7 separate regions of the Mus musculus genome follow, and all the other regions are linked to region 1. The links are chromatin contacts, called in public HiChIP or PLAC-seq and promoter capture Hi-C maps. All regions are on one chromosome and are shown on one strand. The core of a region is the stretch at or near the end of the contact, and the rest is flanking DNA. Distances in the headings are between cores, read along the strand shown.

Evidence for each region. Promoter capture Hi-C pulls out the DNA fragments that hold promoters and counts their contacts. HiChIP or PLAC-seq counts read pairs in DNA pulled down with a chosen protein or histone mark.
Region 2: an H3K4me3 HiChIP or PLAC-seq map of bone marrow-derived macrophages shows a contact between it and region 1, with 5 times the contacts expected there. The contact joins the promoter of Pgbd1 here to the promoter of C230035I16Rik in region 1. A contact is called at or near these places in 6 of 39 promoter capture datasets (the HPC-7 cell line, cranial neural crest, hematopoietic stem and progenitor cells and 3 more), 2 of 484 Hi-C or Micro-C datasets (B cells and CD4 T cells), 5 of 115 datasets of contacts at active chromatin or transcription factors (astrocytes, bone marrow-derived macrophages, craniofacial prominence and 2 more) and 1 of 9 other capture datasets (liver).
Region 3: a contact with region 1 is called in an H3K4me3 HiChIP or PLAC-seq map of bone marrow-derived macrophages, with 9 times the contacts expected there. The contact joins the promoter of Zkscan8 here to the promoter of C230035I16Rik in region 1. A contact is called at or near these places in 8 of 39 promoter capture datasets (the 3T3-L1 cell line, cranial neural crest, frontonasal cranial neural crest and 4 more), 3 of 484 Hi-C or Micro-C datasets (all in CD4 T cells), 5 of 115 datasets of contacts at active chromatin or transcription factors (astrocytes, bone marrow-derived macrophages, embryonic forebrain and 2 more) and 3 of 9 other capture datasets (adipose tissue, macrophages and pancreatic islet).
Region 4: a contact with region 1 is called in a promoter capture Hi-C map of pre-B cells, with 4 times the contacts expected there. The contact joins the promoter of Mrs2 here to the promoter of C230035I16Rik in region 1. A contact is called at or near these places in 1 of 39 promoter capture datasets (pre-B cells) and 1 of 484 Hi-C or Micro-C datasets (B cells).
Region 5: a contact with region 1 is called in an H3K27ac HiChIP or PLAC-seq map of bone marrow-derived dendritic cells, with 9 times the contacts expected there. The contact joins the promoter of BC005537 here to the promoter of C230035I16Rik in region 1. A contact is called at or near these places in 1 of 39 promoter capture datasets (pre-B cells) and 1 of 115 datasets of contacts at active chromatin or transcription factors (bone marrow-derived dendritic cells).
Region 6: a promoter capture Hi-C map of liver shows a contact between it and region 1, with 5 times the contacts expected there. The contact joins the promoter of Vmn1r192 here to the promoter of C230035I16Rik in region 1. A contact is called at or near these places in 2 of 39 promoter capture datasets (cranial neural crest and liver), 2 of 115 datasets of contacts at active chromatin or transcription factors (embryonic stem cells and large pre-B cells) and 1 of 9 other capture datasets (pancreatic islet).
Region 7: a contact with region 1 is called in a promoter capture Hi-C map of hippocampal neurons, with 2.6 times the contacts expected there. The contact joins the promoter of Vmn1r199 here to the promoter of C230035I16Rik in region 1. A contact is called at or near these places in 2 of 39 promoter capture datasets (hippocampal neurons and liver), 1 of 115 datasets of contacts at active chromatin or transcription factors (embryonic stem cells) and 2 of 9 other capture datasets (adipose tissue and embryonic stem cells).

Annotation. Positions count from the first base shown.
Region 1 is chr13:23,429,371-23,432,784 of GRCm38.p6, forward strand. It overlaps C230035I16Rik (RIKEN cDNA C230035I16 gene), which reads right to left and starts at 1,647. Exons shown (of 4, transcript NR_015492.1): 1 at 1,340-1,647; 2 at 859-982. It overlaps n-TAagc13 (a tRNA gene), which reads left to right and starts at 2,042; the gene lies at 2,042-2,114.
Region 2 is chr13:21,439,544-21,442,957 of GRCm38.p6, forward strand. It overlaps Pgbd1 (piggyBac transposable element derived 1), which reads right to left and starts at 1,510. Exons shown (of 5, transcript NM_001162920.1): 1 at 1,217-1,510. It overlaps Zscan26 (zinc finger and SCAN domain containing 26), which reads right to left. Exons shown (of 6, transcript NM_001347491.1): 6 at 2,637-3,414. 4930470G03Rik (RIKEN cDNA 4930470G03 gene) reads left to right here and starts at 928. Exons shown (of 4, transcript NR_151504.1): 1 at 928-1,958; 2 at 2,093-2,238.
Region 3 is chr13:21,529,526-21,532,939 of GRCm38.p6, forward strand. Zkscan8 (zinc finger with KRAB and SCAN domains 8) reads right to left here and starts at 1,589. Exons shown (of 6, transcript NM_139141.4): 1 at 1,420-1,589. It overlaps Gm32724 (a long non-coding RNA gene), which reads left to right and starts at 1,544. Exons shown (of 5, transcript XR_001780870.1): 1 at 1,544-1,629.
Region 4 is chr13:25,018,792-25,022,205 of GRCm38.p6, forward strand. Mrs2 (MRS2 magnesium transporter) reads right to left here and starts at 1,526. Exons shown (of 11, transcript NM_001013389.2): 1 at 1,291-1,526. The coding sequence starts at 1,453.
Region 5 is chr13:24,799,736-24,803,149 of GRCm38.p6, forward strand. It overlaps BC005537 (cDNA sequence BC005537), which reads left to right and starts at 1,922. Exons shown (of 5, transcript NM_024473.3): 1 at 1,922-3,414.
Region 6 is chr13:22,186,523-22,189,936 of GRCm38.p6, forward strand. Vmn1r192 (vomeronasal 1 receptor 192) reads right to left here and starts at 1,526. Exons shown (of 1, transcript NM_145845.1): 1 at 624-1,526. The coding sequence starts at 1,526. The coding sequence ends at 624.
Region 7 is chr13:22,380,930-22,384,343 of GRCm38.p6, forward strand. Vmn1r199 (vomeronasal 1 receptor 199) reads left to right here and starts at 1,609. Exons shown (of 1, transcript NM_134213.1): 1 at 1,609-2,712. The coding sequence starts at 1,609. The coding sequence ends at 2,712.

The DNA.
Region 1 (3,414 bases), core at 397-2,896:
TTAACAACCAGTCCAGTATTACTGGAACCCAAAAATTTGTTCCTGCTGGAAACCTCTTACAGCGAGTGTAGTCACACAGCAGATGGATCTGAGCCTTGGAAATGGGCTAGTCTTTTGATCCTGTTCCATGCCTACACTTCTCAGTCATTTGAAGGATAAATAGAGGTCAGATTGGGCAGATTCTGTCTGATAAGAAGGAAGAATCTAGACAGTGGTGAGTGTCAGCTCAAGTCTGACTATAAGAGGAATAACAGTGGGTTTCGTTATACAATTTCAGCATGTGAAATTTAAAATCTCTTATGTGGAGGGAGTTTCTTCCCACAGAAAACCATTCTCTTTTTGTCAACCCTGACTGTAATAAATAAGCAAAAGAGAAAAGCTAGTGTTGCGGGTGGTCTAAAGTCCCTGGAAAGACCTCGTATGGGCTTTTTGCACAGTTCAGAGACATGGGGTCAAATTTCGGGATGTGTGTTTCTTTTTCTTTTATTTCCTTTCCCTATTTGTTTATTCATTTATTTCTTCATATTTACAGGACTTGTTTTCTAGCTCTGACTAGCTGGTATTCATGAAGCTATCCAGGCAGGCCTCCAACTCACCCCCACCACCCACCCCCGCTGCTGAGATACACCACCCCACAGCTGGCTCTAGAATCACTGACTTAAATGTTTCACTTTCTCTCTTTTAGTTCTAATTATCTTGCTCCGATTTTATTGAGTTTTAAAGAAATAAACATTAAGCCCACAAGCAGAAGTCTTTTTGACGAACTTTCAAAAGAAGAGGCAATTGGACTTGTGCTTGTCTGCTCGAGACCTCACCACAGCCTTATCTGGAACCTGGAACGGGAACCTGGAACCACACCTGATACTGGCACTCCGTAAATCCAAAAGGAAAAGGACAAGTTTGCATTCTCCCTTTTTGCAAATTTTTTTTTAGGCCAAAATCATATATGTATCCACTTCTAATCGAAGGTAATGGAACGTTTCTGAAAGAAAGCAGAAGGATCATGACTCCGGGGTCATCTTCAACTACACAGTGAATTTCGGGCCATGGCTCTACCTCAACAAAATTACCAGTTTCTCGATATTTTCTTTGGAAAAATTAATTTTGAAACTCCTCGAAACAGTGCCTGCAGGGAAGAGAAATTAACCAGGACAGACCCTTTCACTTTTGGCCATGTGGCCTCCGGCAGTGATTTTAAAAAAAGAAGAAAAAAAGAAAGGAAGGAAGAGAAGAAAGGAAAGAGAAAGAAAGAGAAAGGAAAAAAAGGAAAAGAAAAAGAAAAAAAGAAAAAGAAAAAGAAAAAGAAAAAAGGAAGAAAACAGCCAGACAAAGGACTGACCTTGATGAGCGAGCCTTCTGGAGCCGTAGAGACCAAAGAATCGATTTCTGGATACTGTCGTAAAAGTTAGAGGACCTGAGGGATGTGAGGATTGGTGCAGACCAAGGAGTGAGTCAAAGTCGAGCCCAGGGAACTAGATTGCTTTTCTCGGCCGAATGTTTAATTCCCATCTGGCATCTGGATTCTGTGCACAAGGTCCCAGCACCGTTGTTTCCGTGCTCTCCGCGTCCTGGTCCATTTGTACGCACCCCTGTGCGATTCCCAGAACTGGCGGTACCGTCTTTCATTTATAGAGGGCGCAAGTAACCCCGGGACTGTTCCGTGACAACCAAGCCACAATCTCACTTTTTGCTATGTAAAACAAGATGGCCTCAAAGAGGGGGCAATTCTCCTGCCTTAGGACTTCTTTCTTCCCCTTCCCTGCAGTTCTGGGATTATAAAACACCAACCCTAACTCAGGAAACTCTTTCTTAAATACTCCATTTTACTTTCTCCACTTCAGTTTTTATCATCTTGTTCGGATTTTATTAGACATAAAAAAAATCATATCAACAAACACACTAACACCCCCTCCACCCCACCCCCACCCCCACCCCACTCCCACTCCCACAATTTCTGTTTGATGAGCTGAAAATAACAGCGAGCATTGAATTACATCCAGTTATCAAAAGGGAGTAAGGTAGCAGCCACTTACCATCAGAAGGGGAATTAGCTCAAATGGTAGAGCGCTCGCTTAGCATGCGAGAGGTAGCGGGATCGATGCCCGCATTCTCCAGTTTTGCATTTATGCCTGTTTCTTTTCCCATCATACCCTGCTAGAACAAGAACAACCAAATCCGTTACTTCTAACCTCTATAGTTAAATTTCAGAAGTTCTCTCAGCAACCCGGAAGGGCCTAGTTCCTACCACACACTGTTCTCCAGGAAATGGCTTGGAGCTCTGGAGTTGGTATTTCCTGTTTTCCTATCAAGTTCTCACAGCTTTCCCTTTGTTAACGCGCAAACGCGTTCCCTTTGTTGAGACAGGGAAGCGTATATAGCGGTGTTTGGATCTAGGTCGTTTGCTTTTTTTGTTTCAGTTCAGTTACCGGCACTGGAATATCCCGGAATACAGCCCAAGATATGGAAAGAAATGTAGGACCAGCTCTTGTGGGTTGGAACTTACTGTGCCTTGCAGAAACGCCTAGTCCAGGACTATCTAATATATTTTATATCCGAGGCCCAAACGTTATCTTTAAAGAAAAAAATTGAACTATTTTCTATCTTTCTGAAAATTATTTGCTTAGAGAAAAGTTCTGACACATGGGATGGAAGGTACAAGAAATTGCAAGCACAAAAACCCTTGTACAACTTTCGATATGTTGAACTGAAATCTTTGTCAATTACTTTGTCTTACTTAATATTAATCTCTCATTGACACGATTCTACAGGTAACTGATTTTGAGAGCAGGAGTAACGCAGTTTAAAAGGATTAGCACAAAATTAGCAAATATGCGCTACTGATAGGTGAGATTTTCTTTCTTTTTTTTTCTTTTCTTTTTTTATTTTTCGAGACAGGGTTTCTCTGTATTTTCTTTGAACTAAATCTCCTCTTGCATTTCTCCCCTAAAACTGCCATTCCGTTTCCAGCAATGCCATTTGTTTTGTTTTGTTTTGTTTTGTTTTGTTTGTTTTTTAAGAGAAACGCTCTAGCAGCGTTTTAAAGCCCTTGCAGCACATTAAAATCGCCTGTATAACTTTTTAAATTCGCATCCCCTAGGTTGTAAAATGTCTCCAGGTCATTCTGATTTACACCAATTTCCCCCCAGACTCTTGAAACAAAACCATCGTAACATAGTTAAACCAAAAGCTTGAAGGAACAGGATTTTCCTCCTGCCGTGAGGTGATAGGAAGATGCCTACTGAGAAACTTGAGCCTGAGGTCCAGCTGCTGAGAACGCTCTGACTACTGGAGGGCGCGCGTGCCCCACCGATTAACCACAGGACCTGTATTCACTCTCGGCCACTGGGCGGGTTCAGGAGCACACCCGGCCCCAAACCTCGTGTCTACAGGTCGTCGCCGGCCCCTTTATTCCAG
Region 2 (3,414 bases), core at 260-2,759, 2.0 Mb before region 1:
GTCATTTGTGGTTTTCTAAATTAATCCAGGAATACAGTAGCTCTTCTATAGCATCTAGAAATGTTTACTATCCAGGAATAACCCCTGAGTTAGCTTGCAGATCTCAATTCATTGTGGTGGTTACATAATAGTGTGGGTGTTCTTAGAGCCATGTTGCTTTAAAAACAAACAAAACAAAACAAAATAAAACTCCTTTGGATGGGATAAGCTGTAAGTTAAATGGATGACCACCGAACAGTTATTCAATTAACTAGGTCTATATAATAATGTCTCCATCAAAATTCAAAAGGCAGGATGTGGAGCTTCCAAACAGTTGGAGACTGATGCCTCCACAGAGGGCATAGAAGTACCACACCCCTTATTCGTAAACACAGGGATATCTATCCCTGCTTCACCTGAATCCTTTGCAATACGCTTTGTAACACGTCAGTAAGCATGTTTCCTGAGTTCTGTGGGATCTGAGCTCTGGGAGCAGTTAGTAAAAACCCTGATTTCCAGCCAGTGGGTCAGAAGCATAGGTAAAATAAAGTGGAACTTAGAACTGATGTTGAAAGTGGGAACCAGTCTTGTGTCTTGTATACACAGCATATAGGAACCATCCATCTGCACCGAATTAGAGAGCTGCAAACGGTGTTCAGAGAGGAAACTTTGCTTGCTTGCTGGTGAGGACAAACTTCTAGCGTCCTTTGAGGTCAGACTGCCATTACACACACACACACACACGCACACGCACACGCACACGCACGTACAAAACCATGGCAACCATCAGAAACTTCTCCTTGGGCTAACTTCAAACTCCCAGAATCCAATCTTACCTGCGTCTCCCGTTTAGTTTACCACCAAGTATATTAAGCACCTAATTATTTTCCATGAGTAAAGTTAATCCTAGAATAAAAGAAGTTAGTTCCTACCTACTAAAAAAACCATGGACTTCCCAGTTCCTCGAATTCAGGGTGACAGTTTTTTTTCCTGCTCTGTATTGGTCTATCCTTCCAATGTAAATTCCTACTGACACAAGACCTGCTCTGTACCTGCATAATCTATCGTGGCTACCCTCGAACCTAAAATAGGAATGGGAAAACTGAGCCACACAGGTGGCAACCGGGTGTGCACCTCTGGGTGCACGTACTCCGTTCTCCAGCTTCTATTGCAGATCACTGCACAGCCACCCCTGCTCCTGGCAGACCTCTACATAAACTAGAATCGCAGCACGTACCTGATACCCAACAAAGACCGGACGAACGTAATAGATGTACCTGTAGTGCCTTCGCCAGGGCTCTAACCTGCCCAGATCTACGCTAAAATTATATACGCCAGCGCCCAGCAGCTAAGGGTGTCTATTTGCTGCTTAAAAGTTTAGGGAACGTGTGCTACGAGGACGTGAGGATGTGCCGAAGCTCATGAAAAAAGCCTGCGACCAGAGCCAAGAGGCCAGAGCGCCACAGCCTGGCGGTTCTTGCTGTTAGTCTCCGAGCCCGCGACGATGAAGGTCGGCGGGAAGGAGTCCAAAGGGATGAAGGACAGGGGGCACTTCCTGCAGACGGAGCTGGGCACCGAGGGGGCACTTCCTGTAGTTGGAGCTGGAGACTCACTGGCAACTTCCGGCAAGCGTTGTGCTCCTTAGAAGCCTGGTGACAATCTCTGGTGCACCGGTGGAGCCAGGTCGTGGTTTTCCTGACCCGCACCTCTCCTGGTAGTTTCGAAGAAACCAAACACGCGCTCATTTCCGTAAATCATTTCAACAACAACAACAACAAAAAAAAAAAAAAAAAAAACCAAAAAACCCTGTAGGATGTACCTGAGGGAGCGCTCTTGCTTGACATACTTACTGGGTTCGGTCCCCAGCACCACAAAAGAAAAATTTTCCTAGACTGTCTTCCATAAAGACAAAGCTGAGTTGGCCTTTACAGGGTCTTGTGCGGACAGTCAGTTGGGTAAATACCCAACAAAGCCCTAAGGTGAGTATACAGATTTTATATGCGTGCAAAATCCCAGGTAGCTTGAATTCAAAAGTTAACCATATTTACTTCCTGTGTATTCGACTGGGAGATCATATGACAACTTGGAGCTCTCTTGCTTTGTGGGTCTCAAGGATTGAACTCAGGTGTGTTGGCAAGCACTTACTGGCGGATCTACCACCACAACCTTCCTAGAGATGTCTTATAAATTCTCAGGACATTTGGGAACGTTTTGTTCATCGAGAATAATAGCTTTTGAAGCACTTACGGAAATCAAAATGTAAGTTTGCACTTTATTATTTGGCTAAGACAGCAATCCTTTTTCTATAGCAGCTGAAAAATATTGTTGTTTTGAGTGTTTATGAACATCCACATGTGCATGTGGGTATGGAGGCCAGAGGTCGATTCCTGAGGCTTTTCTCTATAACTCTTCAACTTTATTTTTTAGACAAGGTCTCTTACTGAATCTTGGGGCTCACTGATGCAGCTACATTGGCTGCCAGCAAGCTCTGGGGATCCCCCACCCCCAGGGGGATTATAGCTCTATACTACCATCCCTACCACTGTCATAGGCATTTTACCAACCGAGCCTCTCCCAGACCCATAAGCATAAACATCCCAACAATATTCCGTTGTATAGGGTACAATAATTTACTTAACTATCCTCAATAATGCAGGTTTAGTTATATTCTTTATTAAGTAATGCTGTAGGAAACACCATTTAAAAATCTTTACTTTCTTTTTATAGCTTTAATTTTATTCAAAAATTACTTTGAAACTTTATTAACACTTTACAGACTGTTTACAATACTGTCAATATCATTATTTCCATAGAAAAGTATTCTCTTTACACTATCAATAATTATGTTTTTATGTTGCTTTAAATATATTTGTTGAGTAAATATTACACACACAAACTGACGAAGAATAATGTGCATTTAAAATTTTGATAGTTCTCTAATTTTTAAGGGCCATGCTGTTTGGAAGTAAAAGGAGAAGCTAAGAGAAAGGCCAGAAAAGGAACATCACTTTCACACAAACAGTGATGCATAAAAGGATGTTCCACAGTAGAGATGTAAAGCATGTTCTAAGACTGTGTTTCTTCTGAGGCTTAGGAATTACAAGGGTTACAATGCCTGTTACATGCACGTTTGGTGTGGATCGGAGTTAAACATGAAGGAGACTGATCACACGCTAACACTGTTATTTTGGGTGGTGTTGAGGACCTAACCTTGGTCCATGCCATCAGTTTTTAAGGCCATATGACTGCTGAAGTTGCAACTATCACATGCAAAGTGTGGGCAAAAGGTCCAAGAGAGGTTCTTCTCAGTTCAGCCAGTCCCTTTGTGCAGCTCTCCCCAATTTTGCTTAGAGTGTATCTTAGGTCAAATCTTAACAAAGGAAGAGGGCCTTATTTTGTGCAGAGCAAAGTTTGGTTAAAAGGGGATGAAACGAG
Region 3 (3,414 bases), core at 339-2,838, 1.9 Mb before region 1:
AACCCGAGTTTACTTTCCCAGAACCCACAAGGTGGAAGGAGAAGACAGACTCCTGCAATTGTCCTCTGACCTCCACTACGGTACTGTGGCATGAGTGGACCTTACCTATCCTCCCCAAACAAAACAAAATTCTCTAAGGTTGTTTTCAAACTGGTGATTTCCCAACCCTAGTACAGCATGCAATTAATTACGGGCATGCACCAACATACATGGCCATTTCATTCTCCTCTCTAATAATTTTGTGCATACACATTGCAGTGTTGGAAAGTACCTACAGAGAAACACTGATCCCTACACACCATCCTTGAAGAACATCTGGTCAGGATGATTGCCTTATGAACGGAAAGGCAACAATCTTAGGCTTATTCGGGATCGAAAATGTTAAAGCCTTGAAAACTAAGGAAGGCACAACTCAAATACTGGCTTCTCAAGAGATGCAGGAGATGTACTTTCCTTTCTGATTAATTAAACTTGAGAGATGTCTGAGAACCGAATACAAACCAGGAATGATAATCTCCAGGTTTTAGAGATTAAGAAGAAGTAGATGAAACAAACATGCTTTGTAGTTATCTGAAATGGCATTCATTCATTTTGTTTGTTTGTTTTGGAGATTTTAAAAGTTATTTTAATAAGGCTTGAGCATGAGGGTTAGGAGAAAGGCACTCAGGAGAGGGCCAGACGCACAAGCGTGGCTATGGGCTTCTCAAGGAAGTTGCTTTGATGAATGCTTTTAAGACTGACATTTTTATATTTAACCACAAGGAACTCAAAACGTGCACATTCACTAAAATGATGATTGCTGCATAGCAATACTTAAGTGAATCGGACAAATAGAAGTATGTGGTCAAGTGGTGGTCAACGTCTTAGAAATCCAACAGAGATTACTCATGAATGACCCGAGTTTTGGGAATGGGAACCTACCGAATTTTCAAGATTCTATTTCAGTTAGCTTTAATAAACTAGGTAAGCAAAGTATTCTGAATAAGGTTTAATTTTGTTACCCCAGAATTACTTAAAGTATTTCTTTTGCATACAACTGTTCAGCCATTACATGAACTACTTTCATAATATACTTCTTTTATGGGTAGAAAAAAAAAAAAAAGAGTAACAAAAAAAAAAAAAATCAAAGATTTCCACGTGGGGTAGAGGCTTCAAAAGAAAAAAATTATTATCTTTAAAAATGAATTTTGAGACCGATCGGCAAAACTGCTGAGTAGAAACAGTTGGTACACGGGCCGGCTTTACAAGTAAGAGCGAGTGCAAAATTATATACATGATGACTGGCGATGAGGAGAGCCATCCCGTAGGAAGTTGGGGCCGGGTGTCGGCCTGCTCAGCGGCGGCAGGCCCTGAACCGACCCGCTCCCCGCTCTCGGGCCTCCGCTGCCCGAGCGCCCCTGCTCGGCCCAGCGCACTCACCGAGAGCTCCCCACGCTGCCCGAGGGCGGGAGGCGGCACAGCGCGGACAGGGAAGCGCGCGAGGAGACGCGACGGACACCGAACCCGAGCGGGACCCCTGCAGCCGCTAAGTTCCAAACCCTTGGAGCCGCAGAGCCGGGCAGCACGCATCTTGCCCCACAGCCACTTCCGGAAGCTCTCTAGGAAGCTCGGAGGTCTGACAGCTCTATGGTAGGCCAGCAAAAGGACCGAGCGCCCTCAGCTACACCAGGTGGAGGGCGGCTATGCGGGACATCCTGAGGAGTGACATAGCTTTAAGTCACCTAAGCTTTTGTCTGGCCAGCCTCGGGCTTCAGGTGACAAGTTTAAGAGTTGGGTGGCTGATCACAGATCCAGAGGCCTGCGCTGGGCTCAGGAGTATACTTAACGGATTTCTCTTTATTCTTCTTAGTTACCTTGTGCTTTCCCATTAATGCTTCATGATTACTCCAAATTCCCAACTTTCACTGCGTATTGAAGAATTTAAACCTTTGTAGTTCCTAGGAACAGTAGTATATTTATAAAGTTCCTACTGACCATTGCTTTCTCTTTGACTATGAGTGTTCTCATCCTCCAGATACTTATGGTTGGAAACAACAAAACGTCTACAAAATAACCAGACCCCTAACTTAAAATTTAAATAGAAAATTGGTGGAAAACAATGAACATTGGTTTACTTTTTAATGTCAAAGACAACTTTTATCTGTTTCAACTTGTTGAGATAGAGTTGGTGAATCTCATTCTCATCTCGAGGAAATGAGGCAGAGGACATGTGAATGTCTTACCTAGTGTCATATAAACGAATGGACAAGCAAAGAACTAGAACAGAAGGGAGAAGTCATATTCAGCCAGGAATTGCCAAGCTTGGGTCACAAGTGAACACAATAGACAGGGTTACATTTTGTTGTTTTGCTAGTTTAGATCAAGTCTCTCTGTAGCCCTAGCTGGCCGCAGGGCAAACTTCCTGCCTCACCTTCCCAAGTGTTGGGATTAAAAGCATAAATCAAGTGATTATAAATTTGGGATTATAAAATTGGTATTATAAATGTAAGTCAATACAAATAGGTTAAAGCCTTCTGAAGTTGATTCCTCTTTCAAAACAACTAAATTAGAAATAAAAGAATATTTGACTCATATTCTTTGATTCAAGTTTTTAAATGATGATTGAAGTTTTGCCCACATTATGGGCACTCGTGGTCTCTAAGGTAGATTCTGTCTATTAATCCTGAGCACTAAGTAATTTTTGGTACTGTTCTCTTTTTAGTAGAACTAATTTACTCTATAAATTCTCTGATACCTAGTTAGAGCCTAACTTATACAGGCTTTCCACACTTTATGTACCCATAGGGTTTTAGCCTATATGGATTCTCTGATGTTTAATAACACCTCTGTGCCCACTGAGATCTTTCCCATACTCTATGTTTATAGGACTTCAGTGTGTGTTCTATAATTTCCAACAAGATGTTCTTGTTGAATGAAGGTTTTTCTGCATTTATTACATGTACTGGCTGGTTCTGTGTGTCAACTTGACATAAATTAGATTCATCAGAGAGGAAAGAGCCTCAGTTGAGAAGATGCCTCCATGAGATCCAGCTGTAGGTCATTTTTTCAATTGGTGATCAATGGAGGAGGGCACAGTCTATTCTGGGTGATGCCATCCATGGATGATAGTCCTGGTTCTATAAGAGCGAAGGCTGGACAAAGCAGGGGAAGCAAGACAGTAAACAGCCTTCTCCATAGCCTCTGCATCTACTCCTGACTCCAGGTCTGCTTGAGTCCCTGTCCTGACTTCCTCCAATGATGGACTATGATCTAGAAGTGTAAGCCAAATAAACCCTTTCCTCTCCAATTTGCTTTTTGGTCATGGTGTTTCATCATAGCAATACAACCCTATACAAATTGGTACTGGGTATAGGGTATTGCTGTGACAGACCTGATTATGTTTAGGGGGAGAAATGTGGAAGGACTGGACATTTG
Region 4 (3,414 bases), core at 276-2,775, 1.6 Mb after region 1:
CTCTGTGATTAGAAAGGTCAGTTGGGGCTGGGGCAACCAGTGCCTGTCTAAAATGCACAAGGCCCTGGGCTTTGTCCAAAGCACTGTACAAAAGTAATAAAATAACACTTACATTTGTTTATTGGGTGTGTTTGAGTACTGTGGAAGTCAGAAGTCTATTCTCTCCTTCTACCATGTAAGCTCTAGGGACAAGAGTCACAAGTTAAGTTCCTGGGTCTTACAGACCACTTGGTTCCCAAGTATTATCAAGGGAGGAAAAAAGCTTGTGGCAAAAGACCTGGGTGTGGGGAAGGGGGTGTTGACTGACAGCAGCTCATTATGGGAAAAATTTAAGTACAATTCAAAAAAGAGTAGTAGCCCAAACCACTCTTGTCAGGACTGTTTCTGTGCAGTCACATTTGTGGAAAACGCTGTCCTCAGGTTTCACCAAAGCATCAGCAAAGAAAGACTCCTCTGTCTTCCCCCAGCGTTTTTTGCTCCCTTGGCTGGCTACTTGCAGAGTAGACTTCGCCAAGGGTTAATTAATGCTCATCACTGGCTTCACATTCAAACTCAGTTCTAGGAATTCCCTACTTTATTCCAAGGCAACTATGTAACTGTATCAATGTGCCCAGAAGAAAGTAACATAATAAACAGAATTAATAACACCCCAACCTTGCTAATTGTAGCTTCCTGCTGCCCAACATCGACTTTGGTCTGGGCTCCACAGCAGAGTTTCAAGCCAGCTTGGATTACTGTGAGACCACGACTCGAAACAAACAAAACTCCCACCTAACAGAATTCTGGGACACGAAAATAGAAGGGAGCATAAGGAAGTAAAAGGGCCAGTAGGATGAGGGGGTTTCAGGAAAAAGTATGTATAAAAGTGCTGTCATAAACCCTTTACTTTGGGCTGAGCAGATGGCCAGCAAAATGCATGCCGCCAAGCCCTGCGTTAAGACAACTGATTCGAGCAAGCTGTCATCTGACCTCCACATACAAACTCAGAGAAGGCCGTTTAAATGCTAATTTTAAAACAATAACAAAACAAACGAAAGTAGCCAATGAGGCGGTTAACGCTTCTAACGGCTTCATTCAGAAGGATGAGACCGGACTGCTGTCAATTGGCGGCCAGCCTGGGCAACACAAGGAGACCCTGTCCCAATAAGCAAGAAACCGCAATCAAGTCCTCGCAGTGCTGGCCGGAGCACTGAGGGCCGGGTGAGCCCGGCAAGGCCGAGCGGCGGTGAGGATGGCGGGGCCAAGGGCAGGCGGGACAGAGGCCGCCGGGGCCCCGCGGGACGCGCGTACCTGCAGCGCGGGCTGTGCTCGACGCTTTCGGGCTCCGGGAGCGCAAAGGGGTCGCGCGGCCGCCGCAGGCAGCGAGGCTCAGGCGCGCGACCGCCGTCCACAGGGCCCTCCGGGGCTGCGCGGCGCGGGGCAGCAGCCCGGGCAGGCAGCGCAGGCATTCCATGGCGCGCGGGCAACCGGGAAGCCGCCCCAGGACGCCGGTCCGACATGCCGGAACTCGGGTCAACCGGCTCACCGCGACAACCGCGCACCGCGCCTGCGCGAGCCGTCCCGCGCCTGCGCGCTGCCGTCCACGCATGCTCCGGCGTGGTGTCTGGTGACTGCCGACCCGGTCTGCGTCCGTAACAGAGCCAGGACGTGCAAGTGTGAAGGTAGACTGACCAAAGCAGCTCAGCTCCGAAAGTGTCCATTGTTTCGAGGAGCTGCGGATTGATTCTACTTTCTGGAAAGGTCCCCTATGTATCTATGTATGCACAAATATACAGTTGGGAGATGAGGAAGTTACCACTATTAGTAAATCAAATAAGTTTTATTTAAGGCTACTGTGTTTAAAACTCACTTTGAAGGGACAGTGCGTTAAGCTTTTGCTGTAGAACAAGGAAAAGCCCAAGCGAGCAGTGTGCTGGCGCATAGCTGCAATCCCTCCAGAGTTCAAGGTCATTCTTAACTAGAGTGTAAGGCCAGTCTGCACTACTTGATATCAGTCTAGTTAATCACACCCCTCAGCCCGCCCCCAGAGAAAATAAATATTTGTCAATAGACTTGTTGTTTACATCACAATACTAAAGACAGACTTGAGTTTCAGAACTTTCTTCACTGATATATGAACATGGAGCTATGGGGATGTTGGACTATTTATCTTGCCGGGCACTAAGGATTGAGTAGAACAGTGGGAAGCTGTGGACAAAAGGAAAGTTCCAGAAGAGACCATGGATGTTTGGCTTGGACACCGAGAGCTAGAAGTACTTTAAGCATTGCTAGTAGGACGAGCCTTGAATGTACAGAAAGGACATGATAGAGGTTTCACTTCATTAGAACTTTGATGTGCTAAATCTTTGAAAAACATGTGCCAGGAAATAGTCATTCAAGAAAAATAATTATTTAAAAAACACTTCATTGCCGCCGCCCCCTACCCCGCACCATGACATGACCTTTGAAAAACATTGGGCAAGTGCTGGCAGCTGTTCAGACACATGGTCTTGTTAATAGTCCAATTTATGTTTATTGGTTTTTTGTTTTATTTTGTTTTGTTTTTCGAGACACGGTTTCTCTGTGTAGCCCTGGCTGTCCTGGAACTCACTCTGTAGACCAGGCTGGCCTTGAACTCAGAAATCCGCCTGCCCCTGCCTCTCGAGTGCTGGGATTAAAGGCGTGCGCCAACCATGCCCGGCTTTATTTAGGTTTTTAAAAGCAGGGTTAGGACATTGAACAGAACACCTTGGACATGTCAGGCCAATGTGGCACGTTGTTACTCAGGACTCAAAACTGTCTGAGCAGTAAAGCACATATTAGGTCATTGTATCCAGCCCTAGAATTAGCACCAAATCTAGGACTTTTCTCCACCATGAAGTTGTTAAAAGAAAAGGTAAAGCCACTGCAAATTAAGGGAGAAAATGGACAAACAGCACATCAGGTTAACTGCAACAAGACAAAACGAAAAACCAACCAAACCAACCAACCAACAAACAAACCAACAAACAAACAAACAAAAACAAAAACAAAAAAACCCACCCATGACTATAGTATTCTATCTGAAAAAAAAAATCAAACCAACGTCAAGCTGGGTGTAGTGGTATGTGCTATAACCTAAGCCCATGGGAAATGGAAGCTGAGCAACTAGAGTCAAGGCTAGCCTCGGCTACATAGTAAGGTCCAGGCTAGCCTTATCCGAAAAACAAAATCAATCGGTCTCCTGCAGAGGGGATCCATCTTGCCTTGTATCCTAACTAGTCCCCTCTACACCTCAAGGTGGGATTGAACTTTACGCTGCTTAAGCCTCAAGGTGGGGTTGACCGGTAGGATCCGCTTCCAGGGTTAGGGCCTCACATCCTATCCTGCACCTCCTCTAAGCTGCGAAGCTCGGAGATCCCTCTCCTTCTAAGTTCTTTGGGTTGCCTGGCAAAA
Region 5 (3,414 bases), core at 672-3,171, 1.4 Mb after region 1:
ATGCAGGCAAACATAAAAATAGGATTTTATTTATTTTCTTTGGCTTATGGATAAAGGGTGATTGCAGCTAATAGATTTTGATTTCACGAAGTGAAAAGCAGCTATTTAGGAGACTGGACTTTTAAAAGTTTCGACCGAGTAGTCAGGAATGCAGCACCCAGGCTTTGTTCATGTGGAGTATCAACCTTCGCTGATTAATTATGTAACTTCGTTTTTATCACACCAGAGTCTCACAAACCGAATGAGCGCTCTTTGGGGTCAAGGACGGCGTGATTCAGCAGTAAACGTTCCAGTGTCCCATTTACCGTTGAGGATAGAGAGTCAGGAGAAGATGGGACGTAGGTCTGAGGTTCTCGGGGATCCCTGTTCACTGTGGTGGAGGAATCACACGTAGAGTTCGGCTGCCTCTTCCGATCCTAGCAACAACGCATACAAGGGCTTCTGTCGCTTAAAGCCCGAGGTCCGTTCGCCTTGGTGGTGCAGGAAGAGGGGTGAGGATAGAGGCGCATGGACTGAGGCTATACTCGTTGGGGTGCAAGCAAGCTTCATTCCGCTAACTCGAAATGATTTCTCCGTTGTTGCCAACTGGCCGACTTCTAGGGAATAATAAAATGACCCTAACCACCCTTCAGTCTTCCGGGTTTCTTCCTCACTCTGGCCCTTCCAACACCCATTTTTCCGCCCACTTCCCCGGCTTTGGCTTTTGAGCATCTCTGGAGCAGTGATTCTCAACCTCCCCATTGCTAAGATCCTTCAGTACTGTTCCTCATATTGTGCTGACTCCCAACCGTAAATTTCTGTTGCTACTTCTTAACTGTAATGTTGCTGCTGTTATGAATGTTAATGTTTTCCGATGGTCTTAGGCAACCTCTATAAAAGGATCATTGGATTCTCCCGTATGGGGTGCGACCCACAGGTTGAGAACCGCTGCTTTAACAGGACCCCCACCCTACCCCACCCCCTAAGTCCAACTACCGCTCCCCAGCATAGCCCAGGGTGGAGCTACTCTCTCCGCTTCGTCATGGAGGGCGTAGGGGGCGTGCTCTTATGACGTAAAAGGACGGGGCGGGGGAGACCTGGACAGCCTGACGGAGGGACAGAGGGGCGGAGGGAGTGGCGGGAGACCCTTGCCACGCCTTAGGACTTTCCATATTGATAAATAGGGGAAATGTGTGTTCTCAAACACCCCTAGGAAAAGAAGTATCTTACTGAAAGCCTAATTTCAAAGCTACTCACTATTTATACCGACTTTTATATGTCACACATTACTAGCTTTTCGGTTTTTCTGTCTCCATAACTGTGAAAACCTTCACGCTTCTTTTCCCGCCTCCCCCTTCAGTTTTTGCCACAGATGGTAGCGTCCGGGGCGCGCGCAGGCGTAGAGCGCTCGGGGCGGTGCCGCGGAGGGGCGGGTGACGCAGCAGCCGTCGCTGCCATTTTAAGTTGTTTGTTCTTGTTTCTTTTCCTCAAACGCGACTCAGCCCCGGACCCGGGAGGTTCCAGCGGCAGCCGCTGCTTCTGAAGCCACTCCGGTGCGGGGGGTGGGGGAACCGAGGCTGTGGCCCCGCGGACGCTCGACCTCCTCCTCCGTTGCGGCTCTCTCCCCCCATCCGTCGGGGCTCTCTCTTGGACTATCTTCCTGAACCGGACTGTTGGGCGAAGCAGGCCTCGGGAGCCGACGCTCGAACCGAGACAACTTTGCCGGGCTCACTCCGCGGACAGGCCGTAGCGCAGGGCTCCCCTCCTTCCCTCTTCCCTCCCGCGCGCTTTCCTCTTCCTCGCCGTCTCCCCCCTCCCCCTACCAACCCCGCGCCGCGTCCTTCCCTCCGTCGCCGCCCGGGGCGCCGAGCCCGACTATGGGGCCCAGGTGGGGGCTGAGTGGCGGCAGCAGCGCGCGTGGCCCGGCCACAGAGCGCAGCGCAGCGGGCATGGAGGGGCTCCGTCGGCCCGTCGTGTTCTCTTGACATGGCTCCCGCCCGCGCCACGAGCAGCGCCCCCGCCGCCGCCGCCGCCTCCTCCTCCGCAGCCGCCGCTCCGCCCGCAGGCTGCGGCTAGACGGCCCACCGACGGTCGGCCTGCGAGTCCCGCTCTCCTCTCCGCGGGGACCCCGCCCTGCCGCCTAGATCCCGGCCTCTCTGTCCCCTTGGGAAACCACCCAGCCGCCCCCACTCGGGAAACATGGGCTGTTGAACGGGAAAAGCGAATCTAGAACCCGGGAACTTCATTCCTTGCTTTTTTTTGGGGTGGGAGGGTGGGCTTCCTTTTAAGAAGTAATTATTATTAACACGATTATTCTCTTCTTTTCCCCTCCTCCCAACTGATCCTTCCTACTTAACTCTCTTCCCGCCTCCTCTACCCGGGCGGGAATTGTTTCCACATTGAAATGAGTGAGAACCCGAGTGATCCAGTGTCTCCCGTGGTGCGAGTGAGTCGCTGCCGCTGAAGGCCAGGGGTTGTGGGTGGGACCTGGGGGTCGAAGGCAGGTGATCCCCGGGCCCGGCCTGGGACGTGGGAGAACCCGCCACCTTAGCCTCAGCCATGCTCACACGAAGATAATCGAACTCCCTACCATCCCGAACTTGAACGGGGTCAAATTTATACGGAGGGCTCCCCGGGGAATGTAGAACCCACCGCAGGGCTAAGGGTGCTTGGATCCCGGGCATTAATCAGGGCTAATCACAGAGCCGGAATAACTATTAATACCGTTTAATAGACCCCCCTTTCCCTCTGCCATCATGGTTCTCCTTGGCAGCAGCGTTCGCAGCCGCCTGAGGGTGAAAACGTGGGTGATGGGGAAGTTGGTAATGACTCCGCTGTTTTTTCTCATGACTCCTTTGGGCAACAGCTGTCCACCCCCGGTATACACTGTAGTTGATTGCAGGGAAACCCTGTACCTCTCCCCTTCTTTCTCTGCTGATTTTGCACTTTTCTCTTTGCTCACCACCAAGTGTAATCAATAGCAAAGCACTGACAGTTCATAGCAGTAGTGAAATCTGAAATAACTAAGAATTAATCAGGTACTACAGCCATGGATCTGGCTGGGTAAAATCCAACTGGGGATTTCAGTTTCATTCACCTACCCTGTTTTGGTGGTTTTCAGTTTTTGGGTTTTTTGTTTTGGGGGGGGTATTTTTTTTTTCCCTGTATTTGGGAAGCAACATCACAATTTTCCCTCCCTTTTCTCAATTTCTTAATCCCTTTTCTGAAAAGGGACTATGCGAATGGGTTTCAAGGATTGGACCGGTGTCAGCTGTGTTTTACTGCGCACCTAAATCCTGATGATCGGTTTTTCATTTTCCCCTCAATGGCTTTTATTTTGGCAGTTTAGCCACATGTGTTTTCCAGAAAGTTAGTTCCAAGTTTTTTTCTCCTCTTTCTTTCCTTCCCCTTCACCTTCCCCATCTAACCCCCAAA
Region 6 (3,414 bases), core at 276-2,775, 1.2 Mb before region 1:
CCTGGATGCTACCCTGTTCCTGCCTTGAGGATAATGGACTGAACCTCTGAACTAGCCCTAATTAAATATTGTCATTTATAAGACTTGCCTTGGCCATGGTGTCTGTTCACAGAAGCAACCCTAAGACACCACCTAACTATTTTTTTCATGCTCTGTCTTTGGAAAAAAATGCAATAGCAATTTCTGATAGAAGTTTTACCTCTAGCATTTACCCGGTACACATAAAAGGAGAAATCACATGGCAGAGATGATGGAATAGGAAGATGGTAAGAATCCACTTTCAACTTGCCTAGAAACCCTCAATAGGACTTAAGATTGTGCAGTACCAGGGTGCTTTAGAAAAGGAACTCTATTCCCATAATATTTAATTTTAATATAATATTTAACTGTGATAAATAGAATATTAAGGCAAATGACAGTTTGATGAGGAATGCTGCAATCCCAGCAATTAGAGTGCTGAGTTACCTCAAAATCAGCTTCTGTTGCATGCAGACTGCCAGGTCAATCTATGGTGCATAGCAAACATTATGTCCCCATATCTAAAATTCAATATGGAAAAGCAATTTATAATGCATACACCTTTAGCTCATAGAGATTAGATATAGAATATATGTTTGTACTTCTTAGTGGGCATGCAAGACATTAGGAACACGAAAATCTCTGCTGATCAGAACATAGGGGCTGAAACTAGCATAACCAAGTTCTAAAAATGTTTTCATATTTAGTGAACTAGAATCATGTGTCACTGAAAAACCTGTGTAGAAGGAGAGAATGAAATCTACCCAATAGAAGAAAAGGAAGCAGGTCATAAGAGTGAGAACCCTCCATGTAGCTCTGATTTCTGGAGCAGAGTTGTTTGCAGACCTGGAGCTGTAAAGGTAGAGGACATGCTTGTGATGCTTATACAGATGGAGAGCCATGGACCCACTGCTCCAGCCCATGAGACTCTGAAAGATGACATCACGAAGAGTCATGAGAGAGAGGAAAAACCACTTGATGATGTGTCTTGATTGGAGCATATAGCAGTGGCCAATGAATGTTGCAGCTACAGACCTGTTCAAGCTACTGCCTGCTTTGATGTAGGAGAGCAAGTTGGAGCTTATGAGAACATTAACAATCCAAAAGACAAGGATAAAGGGAAGAACTTGGCATGCTGTTTGTGGTTTGAGCTTTGTCCAAAGGGCAGTCCTGGGACTGATGGTGATAGCCTGGACCACACTGAGGAGACAGGTGGTGCAGATGGAGAGGCCCCGTGCCATCCTTGCCAGATAAACCACAGTTTTACAACCAGTATCACCTAGGAAGTTTCTGAAATAGAACACTGTGGCTATATCTCTGATCCCTGTGCTACAAATAATGATTATATTAGAAAAAGCCAAGTGGATGAGAATAAGGTCAACAGGCTTTTTCTCAATCCACAAGGCAGGCATGTATATATGTCTCACAAATATTAGGGTATTTCCCAGAATTCCAGGTCCAGTCAGAGAAAGAAAGATTATTGTGTGGATAATATTATTCCAGTTCATCTTCTGACTTTATGCATAACAGTAGGAATAATCTCCTTAACACATGTAAGATTTTCTATGTTTATTCTGATGAAAATAATGGTCTCAGCAATGTAAATTCATATGTTTCTTTCCCTGAGGATGGTTGATCACAGTCTTTGTTTTTCCCGTGGAAGTGATGATGGCTAAAATCAGGGCATAAACCTGATAGTTTCCTGCATTTCACGACAATCCTTTGTTCCTCAAGTTCACATGACCATGTTCTTCCCAGACAAAAGCTTTATGCATGGCATCACTTTGGCATTTTTAAACCAACAGAGTCCTGAGCATTGGCCTGGCAGGCTCCTTCCTTTTCCTTCATGTCACCCAGTGTGAGTTCAGGCTACTAGACTGTCTTGTGCTTCATCCTGGCCTCTTCACTGACCCATATGCAACCATCACTCAAATGTTGTTGAACTCATAAAAAGCTTGTGGCTTCTCAGAAAGTTGTGCTTGGTCAAGTGGACCAGGTTCTCAGCTGAGATGATATGGTATCTCCTCTTCTCAGGCCCCTTGACCATAAATTATACACAGGTTAATGACTTAGTCAGGGTATGAAAATCTAGATTAATGGCCTCAAAGTGGGACTAACTGTGATTAAATTTGTGTTCCCAAAATGCATGTGTGGAATTATAGTGAAAGTGATTTCTTTTTTACCTTAATTAATTAACAAATTAAATTAATCCTGTGTTTTGTTTTGTTTTGTTTTTCGAGACAGGATTTCTCTGTATAGGCTGTCCTGGAACTCACTTTGTAGACCAGGTTGGCCTCGAACTCAGAAATCTGCCTGCCTCTGCCTGGGCTGGGATTAAAGGCATGTGCCACCACGCCCAGCTTAATCCTGTTTTTACCATGTCTCTTGGGAACACTTCCCCTAACAAAACTCCAACAAAACTGTTCTCGAAGAGTCTTAACAAAGGTGTACCTTCCCGATTGTTTTAAGATGGGTTTAGTTTAGTGATGTATTTAGTCAGAAATCTGTCAGCCTGCCAGACCTCCCCAATATCTCACACTGTGAATGTAATCACTTTATGAATGGTATGTTAGTTTCTCTGTTTTTCCTTTTTCTTTTTTTTCACTTTGTTTATTGCAGTAAAAAATGAGCCTTGGAGGCTGAAACTTACTCCATTTGTATCACACCTCACAAAACACATAGAACTTCACACAACAACCTTAATTTCAATTTGTCCTTCACAATTTAACATTTCATCTACGTCAAAATCAGTTCTGAATTACTTTGAAACCCTCCCAAAGACATGTTGACTTTGGTGCTTACATTTCCACAGTAATATGTGCTGTATTATCCAGGACTGATCTTTGCCCATTCCCCATGCCTCATAGCATCTGTTTAGTGCTTTATCACTTAAGATTATCCTTGTCCCTGCCTTCAGAAGGCTCTGCTGCCTGTGTATATTTTCCCTTCCTGCACAGGGCAGTGAGCAGGCCTCAGAAACACCAGTTTGTATGCTTTATGTAAATATTAGTGTAGTGCCTGTTCAAAAGATCATAGGTTGCTCAAGGAAACTGTTGATTTAAAACTGCACTTTAATCACAGATATAAACTGACAAAGCAATTTGCAGAAACATTTGAGTTGGGCTCTTCCCGAGGACTGATAAAGCGCAGTATTCTGGAGAAGTCAAATCCCTTGGCATAGTTGGTAAATATTTAGCACTTATTCCTTTTTGTAATGTCATGAGCTTTTAAGAATTTTACTAAAAAGCAGGGGTTATCCTTGAAGTAACTTAACCAACAATGCTCCATTTTCTATCAAAATATCTCTGTATTTATCTGTTTATAATTCGATGTGTTTTAGTTGTACCTTTGTGATCTCTGACTCGCCAATAGCAAGACTTATAATGATACACACAC
Region 7 (3,414 bases), core at 359-2,858, 1.0 Mb before region 1:
TTTTTTTACAGGTTCCAATCACTAACTGAAAACTTTGTTTTTATGTTAAATCTGTTACTGCTGCTGAATTCCTTGGTATTAATGCCCAGAGCATTATTCACTGTGTTCAGATATTTAGGATGATGTTGTGTTTTCCATGATGCTGTAGAGGAGCAGATGAAAGGCAATAACTGACTTTTAGAGTCATGAAGCCATCTGGACACAAACCTAGGGAAGAAACCAGGTTCACACATACCAAGTGTGCAATCACCAGGGTATAGACATTTAAATAATCTTGTGAGCTTGACAGGAAGGAAAGCAAGGAACAGAGGCATTCCAAGTACTCAGAACACACAAACCCATGGAGACACTGAAGCGATCCAGATTGCTCTTATTCTAGGAAAGTTGCCCAAAGCTTGCTAAAAATAGCCACGGTATGAGAATGGAGCTCCAAACATCATACTGCTGAGGTTTAAGTTCTGAAATCAGCTTAGATTGGTGTAGAACAAAGCAGCCTGCCTGACAAACAGGTTGGGAAAGAAACAGGAGGAGAAGCAGGCTGTAAAGCAAGCTGACATAACCGCTGCTCACAAGGCCTCACAGAGGCAAATGTCATCAGGACCTCTTAGATGGGAGAGTCCCTGCTCACAACTGTATACTCCAACCTTCTCTGCTGCATACAGCCAGAATGAGGACTCACAACTCATAAACTTACATACATGTTTACTCATCTCATGGCAATACCTAACACCTCATCAATCCCCTCTTCCATCTGCCTTACCAGCCACTGGTACAAAGCTGCTCCATGCTCCCTTAAAGGTCCCGAGGTAACTTACTCATGTGCCTCACACATGCACTAAAGACATCCCCTTGTATCACAGCCCTCTGCTACCCAGTATCCCAGGAAGCATTCTAGAGCTCAGCTAGACATCCTCCATGCCTGGAACCTGGTGGTTAAATGAATTTTTCAGGATATCTTTTGGTCATTCAGGCTTAACTGCTGGGCCCTACCCAGAAGGTTATTCAATTTGCTTGACATAGAGGACTGCCTTTAGAAAGTACCCAGTAATCATTTGTATGGAGTGAAATCACAAAATGGTCAATATCTAAACTTTTAAAATATTAAAATATAGAAATACAAGATACAAACTTAGGAGACAAGTACAAATCTAGACATTGTTGTGCTAATCAAGATGCAGATAAGAAAGGGATGTAGAACAAAGAGATGTGAAAGATAAAGTAACTAAAAGTGAGAGATGCTGCAGGTGTGGAGCAGCAGGGTTTCCCAGTGTCTGTGTGTGATGTGGGGAAGGCAGACAGGTTCAGCATGAGCCTTGGGCTTTAGGAACTGGGTGAGGAAATATGAAGAAATACAAGGAGAAACAAGAAATTTTGTTTGGGGAAGCTTGAAGTACAATTCAACTATGCTGAGAGTTAATGAGGGTAATGCATAAATGTAGACAGACAGACAGACTCACAAACATGAACATGTCAGTTTTACTAGTGTAGAGCTGTTAAATCAAAAACCTTTAAAAAAATTTACATAGCAATCAAATACCAAACACTTGTTAGTACAGGTTAACCTAGAGCCCACAGGAAGAGAGATGTTTCTGAAACCTCACATGCAGCATGCATCCACCACTGCCTCTTGAACACCAGAAAATGCTCTCATGCAAAATGTGCTGTTCAGATCCATGTCCAGCATTACTGATTCTTTCTTTAAAATGTATTTGCATCCTGCACACAAGGAAGGAAGAAATGATTTTGAAGTTAATTAAGAAAATACTTTTTCTCTTCATGACTGTGCTTGGCATTATGGGAAACATGTCTGTTTCTGTGAATTACATGTTCAGTTGTTGGGGAAGCCCTGAGAAGAAACCCGTACACCTTATTCTTATCCACCTGGCTTTTACAAACACTGTCATCCTTCTTGCAAAAGGACTGCCAAAGACTATTGTAGCTTTTGGTTTGAGAAATTTCCTAGATGACTCAGGCTGTAAGATCATTGTTTACTTGGAAAGGGTGGCCCATGGCCTCTCTCTCTGCGCCAGCAGTCTCCTCACTGTGGTCCAGGCCATCATCATCAGCCCCAGAGCATCTGGATGGAGGATGCTCAGGCCAAAGTCTGCATGGCACATCCTTCCATTCTTCTTATTCTTTTGGTTATTCAGTGCATTAATAAATATGAACCTAATAAATTCCATCACAAGTACAAGACTGAATATATCACAATTTAAGACTGATAGCAATAATTGTTATTTTATGTTACCAAGTCAGAAAATAAAAGGGATTGTTCTCCCTCTCATGGTCCTGAGAGATGCAGTCTTTCAGGGTGCTATGGGAGGGGCCAGTGGCTACATGGTATTTCTTCTCTATAAGCACCACCAGCATGTCCTCTACCTTCAGAACTCCAAGCTTCTTTACAGAACTCCTCCTGAGCTGAGAGCTGCCCAGAGTGTTCTCCTTCTGATGTTCTGTTTTGTTTTCTTCTACTGGACAGATTGTGCCTTTTCCCTAATTTTAAGTCTCTCCTCAAAGGACAACACCTTAATGGTAAATCCTCGAGAACTTCTGACCCTTGGTTATGCAACGTTTAGTCCCCTGGTGCTGATTCACAGGGATGGGCTTCTGGTTGAACGTTGGCATGTTCAGTGGGAGAAATTGAGAAAATGTCTCTTATTTATATGTTCAACAAGGAAGAAGAAACTCTCAGTTCTGCAATATTGTGGGTAAGAAAAAATCCCACACAACAGTTTAGGCATGCATTATTCTCAAACAATAATCTTGGTTATTCAAGCCTTGCACTGAGGTTTATCTTAGCAAATTGCAATAATCAAGAAATCCCAGGGGCTAAACCACCTACCAAAGAGAACACATGGAAGGACCCATGGCTCCAGCTGCATTTGTAGCAGAGAATGGCCTATTTGGACATCAATGGGAGGAGAAGCCCTTGGTCTTGGGAAGGCTCGATACCCCAGTATAGAGGAATGCCAGGGCACGGAGTTGGGAGTGGGTGAATAAGTGGTCAAGCACCCTAATAGAAGCAGGGAAAGGGAGGATGGGATGGGGGTTTCTGGAGGGTAACCTGGGAAAGGGAAAGCTGATAACATTTGAAATGTGAATAAATAAAATATCCAATTTAAAAAAAAAAGAAATCTCAATCTCTGTTGGCTACTCTTTATGGGACTTTATAAAACATTTTTTGTATTAATTTTCTGTACCAATAGTTTGCCTGCATTTATGACTATGTAGCATGTGAATGCCTGAGGTCTGTACAGACTGGAAGAGATCCCCAAATGCCCTGTGATTGACTGGATTTAATGGATGGTACTGAAGTAATATGTAGTTGCTGTGAATTGAACCTGGGTTCCCTGAAGTTCAGCCTTTGCTCTTAGCAGCTGAGCCATCACTCTAGCACTAAAAATATCATTTAAA